Linked DNA regions of Zea mays: region 2 is linked to region 1. Evidence: chromatin contacts called from public Hi-C data. All regions are on one chromosome and are shown on one strand. Each heading gives the region's core, a stretch centred on a gene start, on an enhancer-like site or on the middle of the called end of the contact. The rest is flanking DNA. Distances are from core to core; before and after follow the strand shown. Region 1 holds the start of LOC115072888. Region 2 holds the start of LOC109940837 (UDP-glycosyltransferase 91A1).

Region 1 (6,256 bases), core at 1,710-4,209:
CTAAAACTGAACTCTAGCGATCTGGAGCTCCTTTTATAGACGCTTCAGACCTGGTGCGACTGAACCTGTTGACAACATCGGGTCAGGGCTTTCACCCAGCTATTGAAAGCCCAGGGATCCATATACATTATATATATATATGAAGATTCAGTTGATGTGATCTTTATGTGTACAAAAGATTCAAATTATGTTGTTAGGCGCCCCTATTAGTTTTCGATCATGATCGACTACACATGAACCTAACGGCCCCTATTAGTTTTCGATCATGATCGACTACACATGAACCTAACGGCTTAAACACTTACGGGGTTGGAACACACATAGATGATTGAATCTGGTACAAATGAGAGATTGTTGAATATATACAACTGTAATACATGAGAACACTAATGATCGTTTAGGGTAAAAACTCATTAGCAGGTGTTTATATATATATATGTATATATGGAGGAGTAGGCATATGCTAAAGAGAGAAAGATACATCTGATCCAAGCCACAGTCGCCACCTCTCTTCCTAGTGTTGCGAGCGTCCAAGACGGAGACGCCATATCTCTCGCTGCGCGCACGTGCTAGCATAGCGATGTTGTGTGTATATCTCTCGTTGCGCGCACGTGCTAGTATAGCGATGTTGTGTGTTTCATTCTCACACGTGTGGATACCATGAAGATGCTACTACTGTTGTTGCAAGTGTTGACCAGCACGAGTGGATATGTTGCTGCTGGTATGCGAGAACGTATGACCACTTCCACTATATCAACCTGCTCTTCTTCTGCAGCGCAAATATGGTAGTATTGTGTACACATTCTACTACAGCCTTAACATATGCAAAAACGATGTGGTTATTTGCATGAATATGCTAACAGATAGGCAAATCAAAAGCACAGGAAATCAAAAGCCTTAACATAGAAATCATATAGAAATTTCACATGAATTAGTTTATTTCCATAGAAAAAAACGCAGGAAACAGGAATTAAAATCCTTCGTTCCAAAAGGAGCTAGTCCCAGGGCCATACATCGCAAACAGATTTCACATCTCATCACAGGCCGGACAGATCACAAACAAAGCCTCTGGGAATTATATTGCCATCTTATCTCTTTACGTGTTCCTCTAGTATATCGCAAACTTGCAACATCCTCTTCCAATCAATACAACAAGGAAACAAACATGAAAAACAAAGAAGAAGAAGAATAAATACTACACACATGTGCAAAGCAAAGCAACCAGTGAAATTAACAAAGGAGCTCTTGCACATCTCTCTCTCTCTGCTCAAACTTTAATCCGGCGTACGTCTTTCGTGAGAGGGAAGCTTGACAGTGCTGTCTTTCGTTTGTGCCGTCATCAGTAGAGTACGTGGCCTTTTGTTTTCGGAAAAGCCAGTGTCTTTAATTCGTGCCGAAACCATCACAAATAGCAGTGCTTAGAACGTGACGTCCCGGCGCCAGACCCGCCCCCCCCCCCCCCCCCCCCCCCCCCCCCCCCCACACACACACACACACCAGGCCACCACCACCACAGATGAGAAGAGGGATCCAGCGCCAAGTGTTTGGGAAACTTCCATTCTTTGGGGGGCGGCCGGCGTGCACCGCTGCTGCCTACGCTCGGCCTGGTGAGCTTCCAGACTCTCCAGCTCCCCTGGAAGAACGCACGACTGAGCTGTGAGCCTTTGGGAAATAGGGGAAGGGGAAAGCGTTGCAATACAACACCATGCAACAAGTGTGTTGTTCAAGATTTTGCTTTTTAATTTGGGAGATGGTGTGCAATGAAGACAAACTGTGTAATCATCCTTTTTCAGTGACAGAATTTAAGTAGATATATCATGTTCTACACTCTACTTTTTTGCCTCAGTCTATCAGATTTTTAGCACTCTACTTTATCACCGTTGATTTAGTCTACAGTTTTACACTGATGATATGGTAGAGACAATTAGACCTTGTTTGGATGCATTTGCATCCACAGTTAGGTCTTATTTAGGTGCAGCTGTATCCATTTCAGTTCATGTGTGTGTGTGTGTTAGAGTGGATTAGGGTGGGACTGAGTTTGATTTTCACTCCAATCCACTTCAATAATACACGTGGACCTTAGGAGTTTATGGGGATCCTTGGAGGAACATGGCAAAAGAAGTACATATCATGTTCTTCTCATCTTCTACCATTTTGCCATTGGGTGTCAAAAGAGGATGTCAGGAGGCCCATGCAAGAGCATGAAAAATAGGGACTTGATTTGTAACATGACCAAATCTCAAGCTGCTATTGAGGCCGATTCTTTTTACATGTATTCAGCTTGAATTTAGTGAGACAAAAATGAACAGAAAGTTTTAGAGAGAGAGAGAGAGAGAGCATTCCATGTTAATTTGCACGCAAGAAAGAGAAGGTACCTGTTGTGGATTGGATCCGGTCCATTGGGCACCCTCCTCTTGCTGCTGCTCAAAGGATCATCACCACCCTTCAGCTCCTCCGCTGCCCTCCTCTGACCAGCCAACCTTCCACTGGCTCCGATCACCATCCTTCTACCACCCACCGCAGGCGCAGCCGCGCTAGCTGGCGATGGCGTCCTCGCGTCCCTCCCCACCACCAAAGACATCAGCACAAGGCCTCCAAGCAGGACGGCGGCCACGGCTGAGGCCGCCAATGCCTCCCTCGCAGACCAAGCTGGCCTGCTCATAATCCTATACTACCTCCAGTTTCTTTTTTGCACTACCGCCACCAGCCTCCTAGTCCTATGAGCTTCTCATGGTCATGGAGTGGTGCATGCAACTAGCCAAGTGCAAAGCCACCTCTCTCTGCGCTGCAGTCTGCACAATAATATGCTGTGGACAGGCTGTGTGCTTTCTTCACAGTTTCTTGTTGCTGCAGCAGGTTCTGATGTGCTTTTGAAGGGCCTAATGTTTTGCTGGGGGTCAGGGTAGAATCAAAGCAAAGCCTGCAGCCTTGCCTTTGTCCTTTGCCTTTTGAGTCCCCCCTCCCTCTTAGATCGATCTTTCAATGGTAGTAAAAGAGAATGACCAGGAGTTTCAGATGGCACACTGGCAGTGCTTTCTGGTCCTTGGTTTACCACTGCGCCTTGGTTATCCTTCAGGTACAACTAAGGTTAGAGGATAACCTAGATTACATGAAAGCAATCAACAGATGAGATGAGAGATGTGATCTTTGAGCAAATCTAGGAGTAGGCATGGCAGGTGAGGGATTGCACTGCACTGGCAAAGTGAGGTCCAAAAGCAGCATCGAAGTGACATGCACCACCAAGGAATGGAATGCACATGTTCAAAACAGGGATGCAAACTGCTTTTGTAATACGATGGGATTTATCAACCTTTTTTTTCTTCTTCTTTTTGGTGGAAAACAAAGCTTGTCTGAACAGAAGCAGAGCTGAGGCCGGAGAGAAAGTCCACACAATTTCCATGCTGTGGAAAGTGCCAAAGGAGTTTGTTATCCTTGAGGCAGCCACTGACACACTGTCTGTCCTGGAACCCACTGTTATGCAAGGCAACAAAATTAAAGTGGACAATGGAGCTGCAATTGCTGTTGCTTCTGCTGCTGCTGCCACTGCCAGTGGTACTGGTAGGCCAGGTTCCATTACATTCCTTCTGAAGAACCAGTAAAACACCAGCACTTACCTCATCTTTCCATGCAGTAAAATTTGAAGGTACCCTTCATCAGAACATAAGAAAAGGAGGCATCTGTTAACCGTTTGAAAACTCACTGGAGGTACTACCGTCTCCTGCCATCATCTGAAGAAAACTTCCACTAGCTATGTGCACATCAAGTATAGAAAACTGTGATGGCGCCCCTTCCTTTCCCGCCTGACCGTTCCTATCCCCTGACCCTCTCCTCTACCCCCGACGCCTCTTCACCTTCCTCCACCAGCCCCACGCCGGAGATCACTCCGATCCCGGCGGCCAATCACCTCTCCTCTTCCCCGGCGTCGGCGGGGCCCTCTGTTTGTGGTCGGTCCAAGGCGCAGCGGTGGCGTGACGACAGCGCAGCAGGCGCGGCGGGCGCGGCGAGCGTGGGTGCTGCCCCGGCGGACGCTGTCCCGGCGGGCGCAGGTGCTATCCCGGCGGCGGCGGGCGCGGGCGCTGTCTCGGCGGGCGCTGTCCCGGCGGCCGTGGGTGTGGCCTCGTCTCAGGGTCGCCGCTCCTACAGGGATGCGCTGGTGTCCTCGCAGCGCCCTGTTTCTCGGTTGGCAGTGGAGAGGGCTGGTGGCGGCTGGAAGACTGTCCAGAGTCGTCGCGACCGCCGCTTGACTCGTCGCCCTCCCCTGCCAGAACCCAGACCAGTGCCGGTTGATCTGCGGGGCAGATGTTTCAACTGTTTCTCTGCTGATCATCGGGCGGCGCGGTGTTCGAACAGGGTGCGGTGCTTCTTCTGCAGGCGGCCGGGGCACCGTGTGAGCGAGTGCCCGCGCAGGCAAACGAACCTGGCCGCTCCTGTGCGCAGACTGGTGTGGCGGCCAATTTCCATGGAGGCCCCGGCGGCGGTCGCTGGTGCCGACCAAGCCATGGCGGGTGGCTCGACGCTTGGTGGTTCCGATGCCGCGATCAGCGGGAAGCGGCGTACCCGCCGTGGGCAGCGAAGGCGCAGGTCCGGGCCTAGTGGTGGTCTTGGCGGTGATCCTCTGCTGCTATCTTCGGGAGACTTGTCGCCCGCGGCTCAGGATGGTCCTCGCCCTGTGAGGTTTATTGGGCGGTCCAGGATGCTCGACCGTGCTGAGTTGGAGCTTCGCCATGCCCTGATCGTCAGCGTTGTTGGGCAAGAAGGATCTGGTTGCGCCACGGAGGTTAGAGAGGCGCTCGCCTCAAGGTTTGGCCTTGATGCTGATGCGCTCCGCCTACGTCGTGCTGCGCCAGGTTCTTTTATTGTCCTCTTCCCCTCGGAGGAGCTGGCTGGGCAGGTGTTTAGTGGAGGACCGTCGCTCTTTGTCCCTCCATTGAGGTTGCATATTAAGAGATGGACTAGGCAGGCTTTTGCTTCGGGAGGCAGTGTCTTGTCTTCCCTCATTGACGTCGAGCTCCGTGGTATCCCTGCTCACCTTTGGGGATTGGAGACAGCGGAGGTTTTGCTTGGTCCTTATTGCCTGGTTCAGGGACTACACCCGGATTCTATCAGCGGGGAGGACTTGTCGGTCATCAGGTTGAGTGCTTGGTGCCGCTCTCCCGTGGAGTTGCCGAAGGTGTTGGACCTTCATGCTGTGGAGCCAGCGGTCCCCGATGAAGACGGAGTTTGGATTCCACGTTCGTTGGTGTTCCCTGTGTTGGTGAAGATTATCGGGCCGGAGGGTGTCCTTGTGGAGGAGCAGCTGCAGCCACCTCCATCGGATCCCTCTGATGATGAGCCGGGGCCGAGTCGTCGGGCTCGGCGGGTGCAGAGACTGGGTGATCAGGCCTCATTGCCTCGGGCTTCGGTGCACTCGCGGCTGGGCCCTCGTCTTCATTCCTCGTCGACGCGTGTTGGACCCTCTGATGATGTGGGGCTTTTGGATGCGTCGATGGATAACAGTGATGCTGTGGCGGCGTCTGTCTCTTCGGATTCGTTGGCAGAACCAGTTGATGCCCCTACCCTCCCGTGTGCTGCGGTTGAGATGTTGGCGGCGCCTGGTGTTCTGGCCTTGTGTGATGCTGTGGTTCCTGGTTATTCTCCTGATGGTGCCTCTGCTGATTTGGCTGCTGTGTTGAGGGAGGATTCGGATTTGGCAGTGAGTTGTGTTGTCAGGGCTTCTTCTGCTAGATGGAATTTGAAGCCGCCTGTTTTTAGGGTCTACTCCAGGAGGTTGAGACCTTCTATTTTGGATGATCAGGATGGCCCGTTGGTTCAGTCGGGTCTTGATAATTCTATGGTGATTTCTTCGCCCTTGTGCGAGTTCCAGTGTTTGGTCACTAAACCAGTGGATGCCTTGCTGCCAACTCCACAGATTCCAAAGAGAAGGAAGAAGCCTCTTCCTAGTAATTTTATGCCAAGGCGGAGCAGGAGGGTGGCCAAATTTCCTCTAGAACTCGGTTCGGAGGCTGCTGCCCAGGTCTGCAGGCAGTTGGGTTTCTGTGATGATAATGAAGTTATTTCTGTCCAGGATGCCGGTAATTATGCGAAGCTATTTGTTTCTGGGCTCTCTAGCGTCCATATTGCTGCTTTGGCAGCGCTGTTTGGCTGGACGGTGCCGCTGAATGGACCTGTTTAGGTGTGGTGGGGCTGGTTTGCTGGTGGTGTTTGATCTTTGTTTGAATGGATTCAAACTGTTTTTTAATCTGGAATGTGAGAGGGC
Region 2 (6,469 bases), core at 1,002-3,501, 990 kb after region 1:
CCGTTCTAGGGTCTCTAGGTTGTACATGTCCTTAGGGGCTAAAAGTGACTAAAGTTCACTAGTCACTAAAGTTTATTTTCCTTAGGGGCTAAACAAAAAGACCATGAGAATGGTATATGAGTGGGCTAGGACCTAACTATGGTCATGTTTATTTTCCCTTAGCACTAAACTTTTTTGCTAAAGTTTAGCAAGTTTAGCACATGAGGGACCAAACAGGCTGACAAAAAGTGTTGTGCTACTATTTAGCACACATTAGCATTTTAGCTCCACCAAAGATACTAAAATGTGTTAAAAGTGATCATAACCCCTTTCTCTCTCCCCCACCATGGTCCAACTGTTGCTTTCTCTTCCCCCATCGAACTGTGCTAAAGAGGTATTAATTAGGGCATTAATTAGGAGTTTAGCACTTGTATCCAAACAACCCTTAAATGCTAAAGTTTAGCAAGGTGTTTAAATATAGCATGTGCTAAATTTTAGCACTATGGAAACAAACTGTCCCTAATGCGGGCCTATTTGTTTCCCAAACTCAGATGCCTTGACAAGCTATCAGATTATGGGCATGTTTGTTTTAGTTTTTTTTTCTTCTGATTTTGGACGCTAAAAGCTGCTGCAGAATACCAAACGTTTAGTTTTTCAGTCTGTTTTTATGAGAATCGCTTTGGTGAAAACCGTCTAAAATGAACATGAACACCTAATCGATCGAATCGTCATAATAGAAGGAATCCGTCACTTACTAAATCCTAAACCCTATAGACTACTTCATCTTTTTCCGTACGTAATTCCATGATACTCATATTTTCCATATAGTCAGATTCTCCACACAACGTCACAACCAATTGTCAGAAAAGCTCCTCAACAAAAAGCCAAAATAAACGGACACTATGATTGGCCTGGTGGTTTATTTGTTTTGGGTGTGGCTATCATGGTATTTGAAGCACCCGTGGTCCAGCTCCCAAGCAATAAAATTCAAAGTCGTTTTTGAGAGCCTAGCTGGTGTGTTGCACCTTTTGTCAGTGTTAATGACCGGCCTATGGTGCAGCAAAACAAACAAGAGACCGTGTTGGCCTGATCTGTTTGGTGCAACAATACCAAAACACAAAATAATTGCACCTCACACATCTGGCTTGGCCCAGTCTGTCAGTACGGGCCACACTGGTGCAGAATCAAACGGGTCCTCTGTATCCATGCCAACGTGTAGGGGTCACCTGAGCCCTCTTGGCTGAGCGGACATACGAATTATAAACACATCTGCGTGCATCCGATCCGAATAATCTGAGTAGAAGAAACCTCCGGTGTCATCTGATTTCATATCAAAGGTGCTGCCGTACCATTTCATCTGCGCACGCAGTAGTCAAGCTACCTGCTAGATTCTACAGTGGCTGGCCATGGAAGAGGACGACACCCAAGAATAGGGGTGGACATTTTCCGTCTGATTGGTTGTTGTACACAGGTAGGCTGGCTCATATCCGACGGGTCAGGCTCCTTGTGTACAAGCTTGGTATGTACATATGCTTTTGTTTGGTTGGTTGTATTATTACATTCAGGACAAATATAACCTGTGTTTGGTTATCTACACCAAAACATGTATTAGAGAAAAGTGAATAAATAAATCTTTAAATATTATATAGCATGTGTGGTCTAGTTTTGTTCAAAAAAAATCCAGGAACACGAATATAAAATCGGTTCGATGATTAACTTTTTTATTTAAAAGATATGATGCAAGAACATATAAATGCGTTCTCGTTTTGCGTGCAACTACATGCAACAGCATGCCACCGGACTGCACGCCGGCGTACGCGCGCTGGGAGCATCTCACGCGGGCCTGGCTCGCCATCTATTTTTGCATCCGTTCAACCAGTACGCTGAGAGAAGTAAACCAAACAATATGCACTTTGAGACTCCGCGAGTGCAGCTGCAACCTTCCGCACATCAACCAAACAGGCAGTTTAAAACCGAACCCGAACCTGAACCGAACCCGAATAGATCGAATTGTCGGTCTATTTGGGTTTTTGGGTTCGGATTCGGTTCCTATACGTGCTATATTTCGGGGTATGGATTCGGGTTCGATTCTGAACTTTTAAAACCCGAATAGAACGAATAACCCGAAATATAAAAAAGCTCTTAATATGTGATGATATTATTATATGATTTATGAACTTATTAGCTAGAAATAATAATATCATCTTAACAATAATATATATATCTTTGTATGCTAATTTTATAGTCACTTGTTGTAATAATAGTACTTTCAATTAATTATTCATTGTATATATTTTGACAAAATATACTAGTCTCTCTATAATTTGGGTCTATTCGGTGGACCGAATAGACCGAACCGAAATTGTGAGTCTATTCGGGTTCGGTTCCTAATTTTTTTTGAAAATTTCGGTTCTCATTTTTCAAAACCTGAAATTTCACAAACTCGAATAGACCGAACCGAATTAACCTAATAGACCGAATGTCAAGCTCTCCACATCGTCGTGTTCCCATGACTGGCGTTCGGCCACATGATCACGTTTCTGGACCTCTCCAAGCGGCTGGCGCGGCGCGGCCACGCCGTCACCTTCGTCTCCACGCCGAGGAACGCCGCCAAGCTGCAGGGCTCCATCCCGCTGGAGCTCGCGGCGCACCTATGCATCGTCAGGCTGGACCTGCCCGGCGTCGATGGCCTCCCCGAGGGCGCCGAGTCAACCGCCGACGTCCTTCCGAAGAAGGTCGGGCTCCTCCAGAAGGCGTTCGACGGCCTCGCCGCGCCGTTCGAGCGCCTTGCCATCGGGGCTGTGCTGCCGCCGGCTAGGCGTCCGCGTTCTCGAGGAAGCTCGACTGGATCGTCCTCGACTTCGCTCAGAACTGGATCTGGCCAATTGCTGAACAGCATAAGGTAGTGTATATATTTTTACGTATTGCCTGCATTTTTTCTAAGGGTACTAAGAAAAAAACATAATTAAGAGTAAAAATGAGGAAGGTTATAAAACTGAGGGTACAAATTTAAATAGCCCTTTTGTTTTTTCCGGTCACAAGGTGTTTAGAGAAGAAATTGACCGAATTAGTCGGATAAATAGTCGTACTATCAAGAGAGGTAAATGACATTTATCTATGGGAAACTTAGGGTGTGTTTGATTGCGGGACAGCTAGGACAGGGTCGTCCCCTGACGTCCTCTCTCATTCCTCCAATTTTGAGGGACAATAGGGGACAACACTGGATAGTCCTGTCCTAACCCTTGACCCAGAACCAAACAACCTAATTTGAGGGATCGTCCCATCCCATCCCGTCCTGTCATTGCAACCAAACGCATGCCTCATAGAGCATCTAGTAGTTGCATTTGTATTAGGACTAACAACGCTTCCGATTTCGAGAGTTAAAATCTTTTCAAAAGCGTGGTTGAAAAGTTAAGTGGTTCATTGGTCAACGGACCGTTCGACCGGGATTGGCAGACTGTCCGTGACTCACTATGTGGACCAACAGAAGTGGTCCTTCTCGGAGTAATTTGAGCTCTTGTATTGCAGACCATCTGGACCTTAGGGTCGGCTCGTCCGCGGTCCTAACTAGAGGGATTGCATGTTTACACAAGCCCCTGTATGGTTGTACAGACCTGACCAGGGTCAGCGGACCGTCCACAGGTGCTAAAATATTTTGGGCAGAGACTATGTGTTGGGGGTCTGCTTCGTCGCCGAAGGTCCCATAAGAATAAACACCTTCGGAAGATCGACACAGAAGCAAAGCCGAAGCTGCCAATCAGAGAGCTTCATAGCGTACTACCGGATGTACCGACTTAAAGATGAAATGACCAATCGGTCCATGATAGCTTGTATTATGATTGTAATCATTTGTAAAGGGCATGAATGTAATTCCTCACAGGCTGCGTCCTGTGCCTATAAATGGATGAACAGTACCCCTGTACTGTTCACGCTATCTTGTATTCGCTCGTGCGCCACGCTTGGATTTTTGCCTTCTATCAAGCCGAAGGCACAAATGTAATTAAATATTGTCTTTATCTATTCAAGATTATATAATGAAGATATGTGAATGATGTTATATGATTATTCATGTTATCTTCATGTTTCATATGCTCTGTCTTTCATTAACGTATACCGTGATGATGAAGGTACGTCCTTCATGACCTTCGTCCGAAGATCGTTATATCCTAAGGGAAATAATGCTTCGAAGGACGAAGGACATTAACATTTAATATTTTGTGTTGCCTTGTTCTTAACTCATAGCATTTGAGAACAAGTCCCCAACACTATGTGTTTTTGATCAAGTGTACTATGAACTGTTCGGGGTTTTAGTCTGGACAGTAATGTCTCCCAGGTGGCGGACCGTTCGGTCTTGGAGGGCGAACAATCTGCCCGTGTTAAAGTGGTCTAATCGGAGCTCAGGTGAGTTTAGTTGCCAGATCTCAGATCGTCCGGCCGTGGGTGGCGGACCATATGGGCTAGCCTTTATCTGACAACTCTAACAGGTTTCAAACGAGGATATAACTGTTACTGTGTACAAGGGACCATTCGACATGAGGGCGCAGACTGTCTGCGTGTGCGCAGAAGCTGTGTTACTTGCACAAAACGACTAGAAATGTTTGGAACATATAAATAGAAGTGGTGCTCGTGTGCGAGACCTCTCTTGGCAATTTCTAGCACAAATTGAGCATATTTGTGATCCTCCTGTTGGAACTTGCTGACACATGGTCAAGCTAATCCAAACAGTAGGAGAACGGGGATGATTTGATGCTTGACAACACGGTGTATTAGAGCAACAGTGTTTTTCAGCATCTCGAATTAGGATACAGTACGGGGGTATTTATAGGTAACCAGGGGGCGGTCTCACCTTGGTAAATACAATTATGCCCCTGGTTACCTACGTTATCCCTAGAATATTCCCCTTCAAAGGGTTATTACATGTCATTACAATGTGATTAGGTACAACACGGATGGATACACCATTAACTCTACCTACACTATAGCTTACAAGTGGGACCAGGCGCCCTAGGGCGGTTTACATGGGTCTACTTTGACAACAAAGCACGGGTAGCGACAGTGGCCCCCGTGTTCCGTGCGCCGAGTCTTTGGAAGTGTTGGGGGTCTTCCTCTTCCAATGGTACTAAAAACACAGCTATCCATTTGCTTTCAGCATACTACTAAATATTACAGGAGCTTTGTCACCAGAAAAGCTTTGGTATAACACAAGAGGAGCGAAGCAAGCTTCGTCCAACAGACTTCGTCATGGTGAAATGGGTAGATAACGTGGCTTCGGCACAACGAAAACAAAGTACAACGAAGCACACTTTGTCAAGCAGGCTTCGTCACGACGAAACAATGAGACGATGCAAGGAGAAGGTGTTGCTCAAGTTATTAAATACAAATGACGATGTAGCCCTTGTGACATCTTGTAAGCTCTGTATGTAATTATTGAGGGCATAAATGTAATAGCGTACGAACCCTTATGGTTGCCTACAAATAGATGAACAATACCCTCGTATTGTTCACGCTGGATTGTAATTGCTCTCACGTCATCACCTTCAAACAAGCCGAAGGTATCAATGTAATATAAATTCTGATAATGTTAATATGTTTATCATGGGATAAATATATGAATGGATAATGTTAATATGTTTATCTGATGTGTTCTTCATGACCTTCGTCTGAAGATCATTATATCCGAGAGGAGATAATGCTTCGAAGGATGAAGGTCCTTAATGTTTGATAATTGTGTTGCCTTGTTCTTGATCCACAACATTTGAGAACAAGTGACCAACATTGGCGCCCACCTCCGGTGAACTCAAACGATCACCTTCGACACCAGGAACTCGAACAACAATCTTCGTCATGCCTCCGAAGAAGGCAATAGCGCCAGGGGCTGCCCTTGCACCGCTGAACATCAACCAAGAGGGGCTCCCTCTGAGAGAGGCTCGAAACCAGAAAAGGAAGGCCATTAGCCCAACACCACAGGAAGAGGAGCTGGATCAAGAGATCAGAGATCTAGAGGCCATCCAACAAGTGGAGAGAAGAAGAGAGAAAATGCTTCGGCTATCTGAACTCTAGAAGAAGATTGATGAAGCTGACGAAGAGATGTGCCATATTGAAAGTCGCCTAGAGGGGGGGGGGGTGAATAGGCGTAATCTAAAATTTACAACTTTAAACACACACTACAAGCCGGGGTTAGTGTTAGAACTAAAATCGAGTCTGGGAGAGAGGGGGAAACAAATCAAATGAGAATCAAGCGAATGAACACAATGATTTGTTTTACCGAGGTTCGGTTCCAAAGAACCTAGTCCCCGTTGAGGAGGTCACAAAGGCCGAGTCTATTTCAACCCTTTCCATCTCTCAAACGGTCACTTAGAGCGAGTGGGCCTTCTTCCTTAATCTCACGGGTCACTAAGACCTCATAAGGACCACCACACACTTGGTGTCTCTTGCCTTGCTTACAAAGCACTTGAGAATGAGAGAAAGAAAAGAAAAGCCAAGCCAAGCA

What was found. Hi-C and Micro-C count contacts between places; a contact is called where the count stands out from the background.
Region 2: a Hi-C map of tassel shows a contact between it and region 1, with 4 times the contacts expected there. The contact joins the promoter of LOC109940837 here to the promoter of LOC115072888 in region 1. A contact is called at or near these places in 2 of 25 Hi-C or Micro-C datasets (ear and tassel).

The regions. Positions count from the first base shown.
Region 1 is chr7:15,814,765-15,821,020 of Zm-B73-REFERENCE-NAM-5.0, forward strand. It overlaps LOC115072888, which reads right to left and starts at 2,960. Exons shown (of 2, transcript NM_001371024.2): 1 at 2,376-2,960; 2 at 1-1,633. The coding sequence starts at 2,662. The coding sequence ends at 1,594.
Region 2 is chr7:16,805,199-16,811,667 of Zm-B73-REFERENCE-NAM-5.0, forward strand. LOC109940837 (UDP-glycosyltransferase 91A1) reads left to right here and starts at 2,252. Exons shown (of 2, transcript XM_020541163.2): 1 at 2,252-2,881; 2 at 3,508-4,050. The coding sequence starts at 2,508. The coding sequence ends at 3,523.